Linked DNA regions of Mus musculus: region 1 is linked to region 2. The links are chromatin contacts, called in public promoter capture Hi-C maps. All regions are on one chromosome and are shown on one strand. The core of a region is the stretch at or near the end of the contact, and the rest is flanking DNA. Distances in the headings are between cores, read along the strand shown. Region 1 holds the start of Adck2 (aarF domain containing kinase 2). Region 2 overlaps Kdm7a (lysine (K)-specific demethylase 7A).

Region 1 (6,759 bases), core at 316-2,815, 410 kb before region 2:
TTTAGACTTGGGTCCTATCCCAGGCTATCTCATCCAAGATATACAAATGCTCTACAATCCAGAACCGTATGAAATCCAAAACGCTCCCATTCCCAAGCATTTTTGGAGAAGGAATACTCAGTCTTAGAACAGAAAGCAATGTGCCCCTCACGAGGGTCTCTTTCGGATCTGGGGCAGACAGCTCAGTGGGTAGGTACTTGATTAAAGTGCTAGGCAAGGTCTGAGAGCACTTACTTTCACTGCCACTGGGATGAGGTGATCTGACTTAGGCAGATGCCAGGGAGCCTGAGACACACCCACTTCTGACCCACCAAGGTCAGCTTTAGGAAGAAGCAGTTTTTCTAGAAATGCTTCGTCGGCAAGGTTTTCTGAAGGCTTCCGGTCTTTCATAAAGGGCTCTCTCTGCATCACCACGGCCCTGGTTCCTGGGGCAGAGAGCTCCCCAAGTCTCCAGATCCTGTCTTCCTCCAACAAGGAAATACTAGCGAACGCTTTGTACACTTGGGCCACACAACCTGAACCTACAGGTTCCCGGGTCTCGAAAAAGAGGAGGCTGCCCCAATCCTCCCCAAATGCCTGCTGGAGTAAGTATTCCGTCCTTGCCCAAGGGTGGGGGGTCACCTGGACATGCAGCTTGGAGAACTGGGTACAGAAAGCCTCTGAAAAGAGGTCGCGCCGGGTGCTGGCCCATTGGCCCAATTTGATATATGTTGGGCCTGAGGTCTCTGTAGCTTTGAAAAGCAGATGGAGCCAGAGGGTGGAGAGGCCAGGGGCCAAGTAGGTGAGAGGGTACAAGAAGAGGAGGGGGAAGAATTTCGCCAAGAGCACACCAGCGCGGAGCCCTAGGCGGAGACACAGTAAGACGCGGGCCAGAGGCCCTTCTTGGGCCACCTTCTCCACTAGTCCATTTTCCGCCAGGTCACTCCAGTGAGTCTTTCTCTGGCACAAGCTGCCAGGCGCCCCCTCTCCAACACTGCCATGGGCTGAGATTAATTTGGGCAAAGTACCTAGCAGAAACCAACATAGTCTGGCATTGCGAGAGCATCCCAGGGGTCTGGAATGCCCAAGTTCCTTTCTGAACTCAAAGCATCTTAAGTGTGACAAGCAGACCCTGACAGACAAACGCCAGGGGGTCACCATCCTCTCTAGACCCCTTGGCCTAGACTGCTTGTTCTCTACCTAAAGGGAAGCCATTGTGGAGACGCTCCGTGCCGAAGCGGGGATGAGTCGGACCGCGCCCCCTAGCGCAGCCCAGGAGGGGAGGGATAACGGGGACCTGAGCCGGGGACCACGGGTGACAAGCTGTCCAGCGCCAGAGCTCAGAGTGCAGGGAGTCGCCGAGCGCCAGGGACGGAGATGCGGACCCGCGGCCTAGAGAGAACGACGAAGCCTCAGAGGGCCGCGGGAAGACCTGAGAGGCGCGCTCCGGCGGGCTCACGGGCCAGGCTCCCGGGGGGCGGCGGAGATGCCGAGCCGATGGCTCGGGACCTGCACAGAGCGGGCAGTGACAACCAGGCAGAGAGAGAGAGCACTAAGCGTCCGGGCCAGCGCTGCTCCCAGCTTCCGGTACCTGGTTCCGCCCTCTCTGCCCACGACATGCTCCTTAAAGGGGCCACGGCGCGAACTAGGGCAAAAGCGCCTGGGCACATCGAGTTCCTGTGATGATTTAGAGAAAAAACGCAGACGCGAGCTCTGTAGCCCTCTTTTCCGCGTCTGCCTTTCCTCTTCACAGCCTCGTAGCTTAAATCCTAGAAATATTAAACTACACTGAATATTACAAGTGGGTCCAAAGGAAGGACAGATTTTTCAGCTGCTGAGTTCTTGAGTCTCAGGCTACGCTGACTTAGCGGCGGTGTTTAGACCTTAGGGAATGGCTTATACACTTAACTAAGACTTATTGAGCCAAATCAGGTCTTTCTTGAATTTAATTTAATATTTGTTGAGTCACAAGAATATATACTAAACTAGATAGGTAACGATATTATTTTATGTCAAGCCCAACGAAATAAATGAGTTCGATCCGTGGAACCTACATGAAGGAAGGATGTCACCAATTCCTTTTAAGTCGTGTCCCCCACATACAAAATAAATGTCATAGAAATAAAAATGTAGCAAGGGCCACAGAAGCAGTGAGGAGCTGGTTGAATCATAGGCTGGGCTACTTTGGAGAAGAAAAAAAGGGTGTTGGGAGAGGAGCCAAATAAAAGTTCCAAAGTAGGAAAGACTTTTGATGTTCTGAGGGGTGTGTGTGTGTGTGTGTGTGTGTGTGTGTGTGTGTAGGTGATAGAGCATGGGAACTGAGCCTACATAGCCAGGGAAAGGGCTTGCAATTTCTTCTCAGCGCTCTGGAACTTAAAAAGCTGCCTGCCCTGGGGCACCACAGTCCCTACTACCTATCAACAGCTTTTGTCCCTGTGTGGAAAGAAATTTGCACAAAAGTCTGACCAAGGGTAGATTTAAAGACATCCCAGGTGAAAAGGATTATAGAAAAAGAGAAACAAGGACAAGGCCAGGGTTCCTATCACTGGACATGTCATTCAACCTCAAGACACACACCCCCTGGCCATCCAGAAGGCTCAGAAGATATAGTAATTTCTCCAAAGGTAAGATCAGGGCCACTAACAGTCAGGAATAGTGGAGTGGCCAATGGCTCTTCCTGTATGGTCAATAACAGTCCAGTTCCTAACTCTAAAAGATGGGGTACACCCTTTGGGTTTCCCAAGGCAGACATGATGCCTTACACTGCTTTGAAATGTGGTCAGGTGTCAGGCACGGTGCCCTCACTTTCAATTCCAGTAGGAAAGAAGGAAGGAAGGAAAGAAGGAAGGAAGGAAGGAAGGAAGGAAGGAAGGAAGGAAGGAAGGAAGGAAGGGGGAGGTAAGGAAGGAGGGAAGGAGGGAAGGGAAGGAAGGGGTGGGCAAAATCTGTGAGTTGGAGGTCAGTCTGCTTTGTATAGCAAGCTCCAGGCCAACAGGGACTACATAGTGAGACCCTGTTTCAAAAAAGCAAAATAGGGCTTGGAGAGCGATGGCTCAGTGGTTAAGAGCACTAGTTGTTCTTGCAAAGGCTCTGGGTTCCATTCTTAGCACCCGCATGGGGTTTACAGCCATTCCTAATGAACAAGTTCCAGGGGGGTCTGTGCTCAGACCCATATACATGTATAACACTCACACATAATATAAAATAAATAAATCTACCTAATAAGAATTTTTAGAAAAGAAAAAGAAATGTGGGCAGGCACTAATTACAAAGTATCCCCTTTCTCCTGACTCACTTGCCTGTTCTGCCCCAAAGTTGTTCACAGAAGACTTGAATTGTTCTGAGTCCATCATTTTAAGCCATGGCAGTGTACTGGCTAGTTTTGTGTCAACTTGACACAGCTGGAGTTATCACAGAGAAAGGAGCTTCAGTTGAGGAAATGCCTCCATGAGATCAAACTGTAAGGCATTTTCTCAATTAGTGATCAAGGGGGAAAGGCCCCTTGTGGGTGGGACCATCTCTGGGCTGGTAGTCTTGGGTTTTATAAGAGAGCAGGCTGAGCAAGCCAGGGGAGGCAAGCCAATAAAGAACATCCCTCCATGGCCTCTGCATCTGCTCCTGCTTTCTGACCTGCTTGAGTTCCAGTCCTGACTTCCTTGGTGATGAACAGCAGTATGGAAGTGTAAGCCGAATAAACCCTTTCCTCCCCAACTTGCTTCTTGGTCATGATGTTTGTGCAGGAATAGAAACCCTGACTAAGACAGGCAGCTTCTAGGTTGTGACCCCCAGACAACTTTTTCTGGATCTTTATTTCTCCAAAAGGAACACAGGAGGGTTGTCCAACTAAAACTAGACAAGATCCCCCAAAGCAGTATTTTTCAACCTTCCTAATACTGCCTAGCACTGGGCTTCCTAGTGCACAGGACCCCAGCACTCAGGAGGTAGAGGCAGGTAGAGTTCAAAGCCAGACTGGCCTACATTGGGAGCTGCAGGTCAGTCAGGGATACAAGGTAAGACCCTCTCTCAAAAAAGGACTGGGAATTCCTGGAGAGACAGCTCAGCAGTTAAGAGGACCCACGACTCATTCCTAGCACCCAAATGGCTGCTAACAACTGGAACTCCAGCTCCACAGGCTCCAATTACCCTTTTCTGATTTCAGTGCATGTCTGATGCACAGACATACATGCAGGCAACACACCCATACACAGAAGGTAAATAATAGTTTAAAAAAGAAGACGCTCATTAGGGAGAGCTGACTCTACCCCTCGCCTGGGCAGGAGCTGGACAGGAGGGTGGGAGGGCAGGAGGGCAGAGGGGCAAGGGGGGAGGAGGGCAGGAGAACTGGCCCAGCCTTTGCCAGCCATGGCACTACCCTTGGCATGGTACGGTGCTTTGAGTATGCCTAGTCCAGGGAGTGGCACTATTAGAAGGTGTGTCCCTATTGGAGTAGGTGTGGGCTTGGACTTTAAAATCCTCATCCTAGCTGCCTGGAAGCCAGTCTTCTCCTAGCAGCCTTCAGATGAAGATGTAGAACTCTCACACTGCCATGCTCCCGCCTTGACGATACTGGACTGAACCTCTGAACCTGTAAGCCAGCCCCAATTAACTGTTGTCCTTTATAAGACTTGCCTTTGGTCATGGTGTCTGTTCACAGCAGTAAAACCCAAAGACACATGGACAGTGCTGGAGAACTGCCAGGCTGACCAACTCAGCTACCACCCAGGCCCAGATCCAAGGCTTTGAGTTGGCCCACCCCAACATCTACCCCACCTATAAACTGCTGGAGTGTGTAAAAGGACTGGATCCCCAGAAGCAAGGCTGCAGCATCTCCAGGACACAGGCAACAACAGGTTATCTGAGAGACGCCTCGGTGAGGGCTGAGTATTTATGGTGTGCTGAAGCAGGAGGCCTTGAACCAGACCAATGACTCACTATAATGAACGTTTGCAAGAAAAGTTGTTTGGCCAAAAGGGTTTTCTGTGGGGGGGTGGGTATGGCAGACTTTTGGGATAGCATTGAAAATGTAAATGAGGAAAATACCTAATAAAAATAAAATAAAATTTAAAAAAAAAGGGTTTTCTGTGTGACACACCACAGCTTCCAGGACAGGATGTTTGTTTTTTGTTTGTTTTCTTTTGGCGAGAAGCTTGCAAGGGCAGGGGGTTGGATATGGGAGGGATGAAGAGAGAAGTAGGATTATGGGGCACAGTGGGTACAACATTCACAAAGAATCAATAAAAATAAGAAAAAAGAGGAGCTGGGCGGTGGTGGCGCATTCCTTTAATCCCAGCACTTGGGAGATAGAGGCAGGCGGGTTTCTGAGTTAGAGGCCAGCCTGGTCTACAAAAGTGAGTTCCAGGACAGCCAGGGCTACACAGAGAAACCCTGTCTCAAAAAAACAAACAAACAAACAAAAAACAAAAAGAAAAAGAAAAAAGAAGCAAGCTGGACGTATGTGATATGCTGATCTCTGAAACTTAGCCAACCTCATCACTTTTATCATCTAAATAAAAGCAGAAGCAATTCTGTTTCTCCTTCATCACACAACAGGCATGGAAGAAGGGTTGTGGGAGATCTCATCTGCTCTGTTTTATTACTTAGCAGTGTTACTACCATCACTGTTACTTTGTAACAAAGCTTTACTCCGTAGCCCGGGCTGGGCTGGATCTCACCTTAGAGCAAGCCGCCTCAGACTTCAAGTCCTCCTTCTGCCTCAGCCCTCCAAGTGCTTGGCTTATGGTTGTGAGGTATCATGCCAAGCAATTTCTCTTTTTAAGATATGATTTCAAGTAGCTGAGGCTGGCTTCCATTTTGACATGTTCCTGAGGATAATCTTGAATTTCTGGTCTTTCTGCCTCTGCCTCCTGAGTGCTGTGATTAAAGGCGTTTGATGTGTCTCCATGCCCAGTAGAAGAAGATCTCATTTAAAATAAAAAGTCCTCACCTGTCATGGTGTCACATCAAATGCCTTTAGTCCCAGCACTCTGGAGGCAGAGACAGAGAGATCTCTGTGAGTTCTAGGCCGGCCCAGGCTACATAGTGAGACCCTGTCTAAGTCTTGCCAGGTGGATATAGTAGCTCACAAATGTAATCCAACACTTAGAAAGGCCAAGCAGGAGGAACCAAAGTCCAAAGCTAGCACAAGTACAGGAAACCCTACCGCTAAATAAATCAATCATGTTTTCTAGTCCGCCTCTGTTAAAGCCCACATCCACTCCACGCCATCCCACCCACAAAAATAAGGAGAACAACACCTTAGCCAATTCTCAGCATGGGAGTAGGTGCCTTTGTAGCATCCTAGACGTTTACCTATGGTACCTACTTCAAACCATACTATCGATCATAACTACACTGGAGGGCGAGCCTCACCCTCAGCCTCTGTGTCTGTAAACCTAGGAACAGGGCAAGAGAATATGCACTTCTAGACCAATGAGGGAACATATAAGAGCAGTTTCAAAGTGTAGCAAGGGCCACTAAAGCAATGAAGGTTGCGAGGTATCATAAAATGGACTACATTGGAGAGGAAAGGACAGCCAGTCTATATCTCACAATGGAGCTGTGGTTTACCTCTGACCCCTGCAACAGCTATAGGCTTACAATAAGGAAAACTTATTTTTTTAAGAGTGCCAGCTACAGAGCCAAAAAAGAGGTGGTGCATGCCTCGATCCTAGCACTGGGGAGGACGTTCCACTGCAGAAAACTGATTTTCACTTTCCAACAGGTTTCAATTGCAAATCGCTTCCTGGTTAGTGGTGGAACGCTGTGTCCGTTTCCCCTTGT
Region 2 (6,564 bases), core at 3,693-6,192:
CATTCACACTGCCAACTAATATTACCAATACTTGAGCTATAAAGTACAAAGAAGTTTGGTAGTTCCTCAAATGGAAAATGTGTTCTCTTAATTCAAATCAGATTTGACTAGCCTCAGAATAAAATCTTACATTGTAAAGGTGATTGTTTTTAAATTAGAAAAAAATTTAGACTTAGCACAAAACCTAGCATATTTTTGGCCTTTAATAAGTACGTAAATGAGTCAATCAGTAATAGTAATCACCAGCTTCTCTATTGCCAGGGTATGAAGTTAATTGACATTGGTTTTCAAGTTATTTACTTCACAGGTAGATAACATCTGTTCAGTTCAGAGGTTGGAACATCACTGCTTGGTGTGTTTCAGGGTGGATCCATGCTGTGCTCACTTCTCAGGACTGTATGGCTTTTGGAGGGAACTTTCTGCACAACCTCAACATTGGCATGCAGCTCAGGTCTGTATCATCCATACTCACAGGATCTTTTGTTTCTAATTAGAACATTTATGCTTGTCATAAAAAAGTACAATACGCCGGGCGTGGTGCTACACGCCTTTAATCCCGGCCTTTGGGAGGCAGAAGCAGATGAATTTCTGAGTTCGAGGCCAGCCTGGTCTACAGAGTAAGTTCCAGGACAGCCAGGGCTACACAGAGAAACCCTGTCTCGAAAAAAAAGTACAATACATTTTGAGATTCTGTGGAGATAGGCCTTGAAGAATAATTAGGAATGGGAATTTTAGAGGATCCTTTCAAATGTAAAATAAAATTAATAACTTGTTCAACATGATGATAGCTCCCACATTTTAAATTTTATAAAATATACTTTTCTTTGTCTATAAACTAGTATTGTGAGAATGATTAAATTAGTCAGATTTGGGTATACCTGTGGAGATAGAACAATCCTTAAGTCAGGATTGCTGTCAAAATACCTTTATATTTTGATATAGGCAGTTATTTCACCTTTTGATGAGAGCTGACCTTGTGCTTTATCCCTTCACTGTACTCAGAAAGGGTATACTGTTAGCCACATTACATACAGTAACAATACCTCATAATGGACACTGAGTGATGGCTCAGAAAAGGGGAAGTACCTTTTGGAAGCCATGGATCATTGGGATTCCCCGAATGTGGTGACTCCTGCCACTATGTGTGTACATGGCAGCCCTTAATGTTTTGGCTGTTGAAGTTAGCAAAAGAGATGATGGCTCCTACACATACAAGGCTTTTAATCCATGGTAGGTTGTTTTAGTCATAAGTTTCAGTCATTTTGTACCTGAGCTATTTCTGGAGCAGAGATGACTACTTCTATAATGCTATAGAATCTATAACAGAAGACCAATATTGTAAAAACTATGGTCCTTATCTTTATACTTTGACTAGTGCCAAGTATGGTATTTATTGATCCTGAATGCTTAATAGAGCCTAAAGAGAATGTTGGTGGATATTGCAGTGTTGCCCAACACATGGACTTTTAACTGATTTTCAACATTGTTTTACTAGTGGAACTATCATAAAATCTCTGTGTTAAAATTAGGATACAAATCCCAGGAAATGAAGTGATATTTTACAATATCCAATGTAACTTTTCTTTCGAGACAGGGTTTCTCTGTGTAGTCCTGGCCATCCTGAACTTACTCTGTAGACCAGGCTGGCCTCAAACCCAGAGATTTGCCTGATTCTGCCTTCTGATTGCTGGGATCAAAGATGTACACCACTACCACCACCTGGCCCCCATGTAATTCTTAGGTAGACTGTCAAATTTAGTAAGGTCACAGTTTGATCTTGTCAAAAAGTGATATTGTTAAGTAAATATACAGTCCATATTTATCATGGCCTGCTTGTTTTCAGTTGATTACCTTCATTTAACTTTTAAAATGCTAACATTAATATTAACTGTTCTTCAAATTTCATTCATTTAGGTGTTATGAGATGGAAAAAAGACTAAAAACACCAGATCTTTTCAAATTTCCTTTCTTTGAAGCCATATGCTGGTTTGTAGCCAAAAGTTTGCTGGAAACCTTGAAAGGTAATGAGTCATTTGCACACTCTGTTCTGTGATGAAATGTATGATTGCAGAGTCTTTGAGGGGTACCTTTTCCTAGATGTCACCATCCATTTTAAAATTATTTTGTTTTTATCTTTAAGTGTGTGTGTGTGTGTGTGTGTGTTTGGGGTGGGTGAGTACAGTGTCGGAAACTGAACTGAGGTCCTCTGCAAAAGCAACACACTCCTTTAACTGCTGAGCCATCTCTCTAGTCTGGCTCCCCCCAACCCCTTTTAAAAGTATGGATTTTCCCCCAACCCTTTTTAAAATATGGATTTTTCCCCTTCCCCTGATAAAAATCTTTTTAGCACTTAGAGCAGTGTTTCTCAATCTTTAATATACTTCCTCATGTTGTAGAGACTCACCCCCATCATAAAATTATTTTGTTACTACTTAAAAACTCTAATTTTGTTACTGTTATAAATCATAATTCAAATATCTGATATGCAGGATATCTGATATACCACACTGTTAAAGGGTCATTTGACCCCAAAGGGGTTATAATCCACAGGTTGAGAACCAATAAGTTAGAATATTTAGTATATAATAACCCCCTTCCTGGGAAATGTTTCATTTAGTGGATGAGTGGCCTGCACACATTTTAGTGTTTTGCTCTCTAATGTGTAGTTTGTTATTACCTAACACTTGTTCTTAAATATTTGCCTAAATAATTAGAGGAATGGGGGATAGGCATGGTAGTGCATGCTTTTAACCCTAGCACTTAGGAGGCAGAGGTAGGCAGCTCTTCAGGGTGTTTTTTTTTTTGTTTTGTTTTTTGTTTTTTGTTTTTCAAGACAGGGTTTCTCTGTGTAGCCCTGGCTGTCCTGGAACTCACTCTGTAGACCAGGCTGGCCTCGAACTCAGAAATCTGCCTGCCTCTGCCTCCCAAGTGCTGGGATTAAAGGTGTGTGCCATCACGCCTGGCCTGTTTTTTGTTTTTCTTATTTTTAAACGGTCTCACTGTGTACAGAACTCACTGTGTAGAATAGGCTGGCTTCAAACACAGAGAGATTGACTAGCCTCTGTCTACCAAGTGCTGGGATTAAAAGATGTGCATCACACTTGGCCCAACACTAAATTTTTTGAAGAATGATCATGGAGCGGCTGTCTGTATCTTCCTTAGTGTCTTTTACAATGTTGTTCAACCTTGCACTTTCATATCTTGATAGATTTATTCCTAGGTACTTTGCAGTTTAGTGCTATTAAGAAAATAACGTATAGTTATTCCCATGGTAGAACCATGTAAAATTGCTATTTTCATATTTCAAAATGGTCAAATACTGGCAACTCCATATGGTTCAACCTAATTGCAAGGGTCCAACCCAGGACCTTGTGCATATTAGGCAAGTCTTCTACTACTTAGCTATAATATAATCCTAGCCCTGAAACAAGCACTTTTCAAAGCATCAATTAAGTCGTTTTTGTTTGCCTTGAATAGAGGTTACCTGTGTGAATAGCCTTTTTAAACTAGGTGCACACAAGTATGTGTGCTTGCCGTCATTATAGGCATTCATCCTGGAAATAGGAATGGTTAGTTGTTTCCTCACAGCACATTCTTCATCACTAACCCTTTTACGTGGACTGTTGGCACCTGATTGTTAAACACTCGTATGATATGGGTTAAGTGACCTCCAAACTGTATTTCATGCCAGTGATAATAACAGTTAGCCAGTTTGGATTTCTCTAAGTCAGCTACTGAAGTATCTTGCTTTTGCATTAACTTACTTAAATTTTGGCCACATATAAAATTAATACACTTGAGATTTTTAGTCACTCTCTTTTAAAATAAAAAAAGGCATTTATATATGTGTATGTATGCATTTATACATATAACAAGGTTACTGAATAAAAAAATTGGTAAAAATTATTTCAATATTCTTGTAAAAAAAAATCTTTCATTTGCTTGATGTAATACTTCTTTGGCTAAGCTAGGTCCTGGAGGTTCCTGGCCTCTGTACAATCTAGTCTAGGCCTAGAATGTTTTCAGCCTCTGAGACTGACTGCTGAATCAGCTCACCCTTTTCTTAGTCTTTCTGAACGCTGGCTGGCTGGTTCAACTCAGCTGTTCTGCTCAAACTCCTCTCCAAGATGACTGATTCAATATGGCTATTCTCTCTTGGGCACTCCTGAGTTGCTCTGCTTGGCCTTACATTAACGTTAACAATCTTTCTAATCTTCTGACTCCTCTTGTTTTGTCTCTACCTGTGTCTAACTTGCTCGCTCTCTGCAACCTGTCTGTGTACAACTGCTCCTTCTCGCTCTCTGTGCTGCTCTACTTCCCTCTCAACTCTACTGTGTAGCTCTCAGGACTACTGTACTCCTGTACTGTACTTTCTCCTTCCTGTTTTCGCTGTCTCCCCCTTAAGTAGCTGCTTTCCTTTCCCCTCTATTCTTGTGAGAGTTGGGCATATTCTGTCAAGTCTTTCTTGCATTTGACACTTTGTCTGCCACTCAATTAGACATCACTTTCAAACATGGGTGCTTCCGTCTACAAACTAACTTTACCTTCATTGTTTGGAATTAAAAGTAAGTACTAAGGGTGTGTCTCTCTTCCATCCAGACTGGAAACAGGTTCAAATATCTTGTAATATAGACTATCACTGAATTTAAAAAAGAAAAAGAAAAACGTGGACTATCCTACAGTGTAATTAAGTTACAGCTTCCTCTGATTCTCTACGTAGTCACTGTCGTTACTTTTGACAGTAATACTTTTGTCTTCATTACCCATGTTTTAAATGAAAATAATTTTTTCCATTTGTAAATTTCATATAAAAATTTCAAAGGGATACTATCCGTGGCCTTTAAAAATGATATTTTATCTATTTATTTTGGTGTAGGAGGGGTGTGAGTCTGCCGCTGTGTATGGAGGGCAAAGATAAGTTTTTGGGAGTTGGTTCTCCCCTTCACCATGTGGCCCCGGAACCAAACTCCGGTCATGGGGCTCTGTGTCAAATGCTTTTGCACACTGAGCCATCTTGCCAGCCCTCCTGTGACCTTTCACTTGGTATTGTTTTGCCTATTTGAGATAGGGTCTCTCTTGATGAAGCTGTCTCTTTACTGCTAGCATTGCAGATGTGCGTTACCACAATTGCGTTATCCAACTATTGTCTGTAACAGTGGTTGTCACCTGTAAAATAAATATGTTAATGTTAATACACCTAGTCTACAATTGTTGAATATTTGGGGATTGTTTTTTAGTGTTTGGCAGTTACAGAAAATGGTTTTTGACAAGTCCTAGTCAGTATCACCTTGTACATGAGTTCGCCTAGAGAACTGACTCAGTCGCTAATGTTGTTACATCTGTGAGTAACGAGTTTTGGTCCGTTCTTTCTAATATTTGTATCTCTTTTGTTTTTATCTCTCTACTGTGTCAAGGCCCTGAGGGCATAACTAAGAACAGGAAAGGTGGGCACACATATTTTCTTCATAATCAGGAAAGGAAAACTTTTAGCCTTATACTTTAAAGTGTTATAGTTGCTTTTTGTTTTTTGATACCTTTAACAGGTTTAGGAAGTTTTTATCTTTAAATTATCATCTTGGTTGTGTGGTTTTGTTTGTTTCCTTTCTTTCTTTTAAAGTAATGGGGTGTCTGGAGGAGATGGCTTACTGTACAAACATAAAGGGATGAATCTCCGATTCTATAACCCATATAAAAGTCAAGTACAGTGGCCACGGAGGGTGCACACGGAGAATCCCTGGTGCTCACTAGCTGCTGAGGTAGTTTTGTCCAGCCATTGAGCTCCAGGTTCAGTGAGAAACCATGATTCAAAAAGTAAGGGGGCAAGCCAGGGAGGTGGCTCAGTGGATACACACAGTACTTGCCGCCAAGCCTGAGGACCGACTTCAGTCTCCTTGGACCCATGTGGTGGAAGGAGAAAAACTGTCTTCTAACCTCACACATAATCACAGTGGTAGGCATGCACTTCCTTTCCTGAAAAAAAAAAAATGTTGAAGAAATAAATTGGAGGGTTGTACAATATGCCACACATTGGGCTTTTAATTTTACCTTATTTAGTGTATATTCATGTGTGTGCATGAAAGTGTCCTCAGAGGCTAGAAGACGGCACCGGATCCCTTGGAGCTAGAGTTAGACGTGTTCTGAGCCATCTGGTGTGGAGCTGAGAACAAAACCCTAGTCTTCTGTAAGAGCAGCAAGTGCTCTTAACTATTAGGCCATCTCTCTGTCCCCAATGCTTTTCAAAAATCTCATAGTTTATATGTTTCTTAACACTTTTAATTTTAAATTTCAAAGTATTTGGGGTTTTCTGTAGTTGTCTGTTACTATTATCTATATTGATTTCTAGCTTAATTGTATTTTGGGCATATAAGTGATTTAGATCATTGGATATTTGTTGAGGACTTTTTATTTTCCTGAGGTGTGGATGATTTTGTAAATATGCTGAGTATGTCTGAAAAAAATGTGCATTTTGCAATTCCTAGGTGCAATATCACATTTATGATTGTTGAATCAAATGTTATATTGCTTGAATTGAATTATCTATTTTTTCAGTCCACCTTATTGCTT

The links. Promoter capture Hi-C pulls out the DNA fragments that hold promoters and counts their contacts.
Region 1: a contact with region 2 is called in a promoter capture Hi-C map of fetal liver, with 3 times the contacts expected there. The contact joins the promoter of Adck2 here to the enhancer-like site in region 2. A contact is called at or near these places in 8 of 39 promoter capture datasets (the 3T3-L1 cell line, embryonic stem cells, fetal liver and 2 more), 1 of 15 datasets of contacts at CTCF or cohesin (the NIH/3T3 cell line), 1 of 484 Hi-C or Micro-C datasets (myocytes) and 2 of 9 other capture datasets (adipose tissue and pancreatic islet).

Annotation. Positions count from the first base shown.
Region 1 is chr6:39,568,682-39,575,440 of GRCm38.p6, reverse strand. It overlaps Adck2 (aarF domain containing kinase 2), which reads right to left and starts at 1,565. Exons shown (of 8, transcript NM_178873.3): 1 at 235-1,565. The coding sequence starts at 1,140.
Region 2 is chr6:39,160,554-39,167,117 of GRCm38.p6, reverse strand. It overlaps Kdm7a (lysine (K)-specific demethylase 7A), which reads left to right. Exons shown (of 20, transcript NM_001033430.4): 8 at 364-451; 9 at 1,915-2,021. Among named protein-coding and RNA genes, the nearest start is that of Kdm7a, 43 kb to the left of the region's middle. Within about 2 kb of position 4,942, at least 7 of the 459 cell types and tissues checked have an H3K27ac peak or open chromatin away from gene starts, as enhancers often do. A contact at or near this core is called in fetal liver, where this site is marked.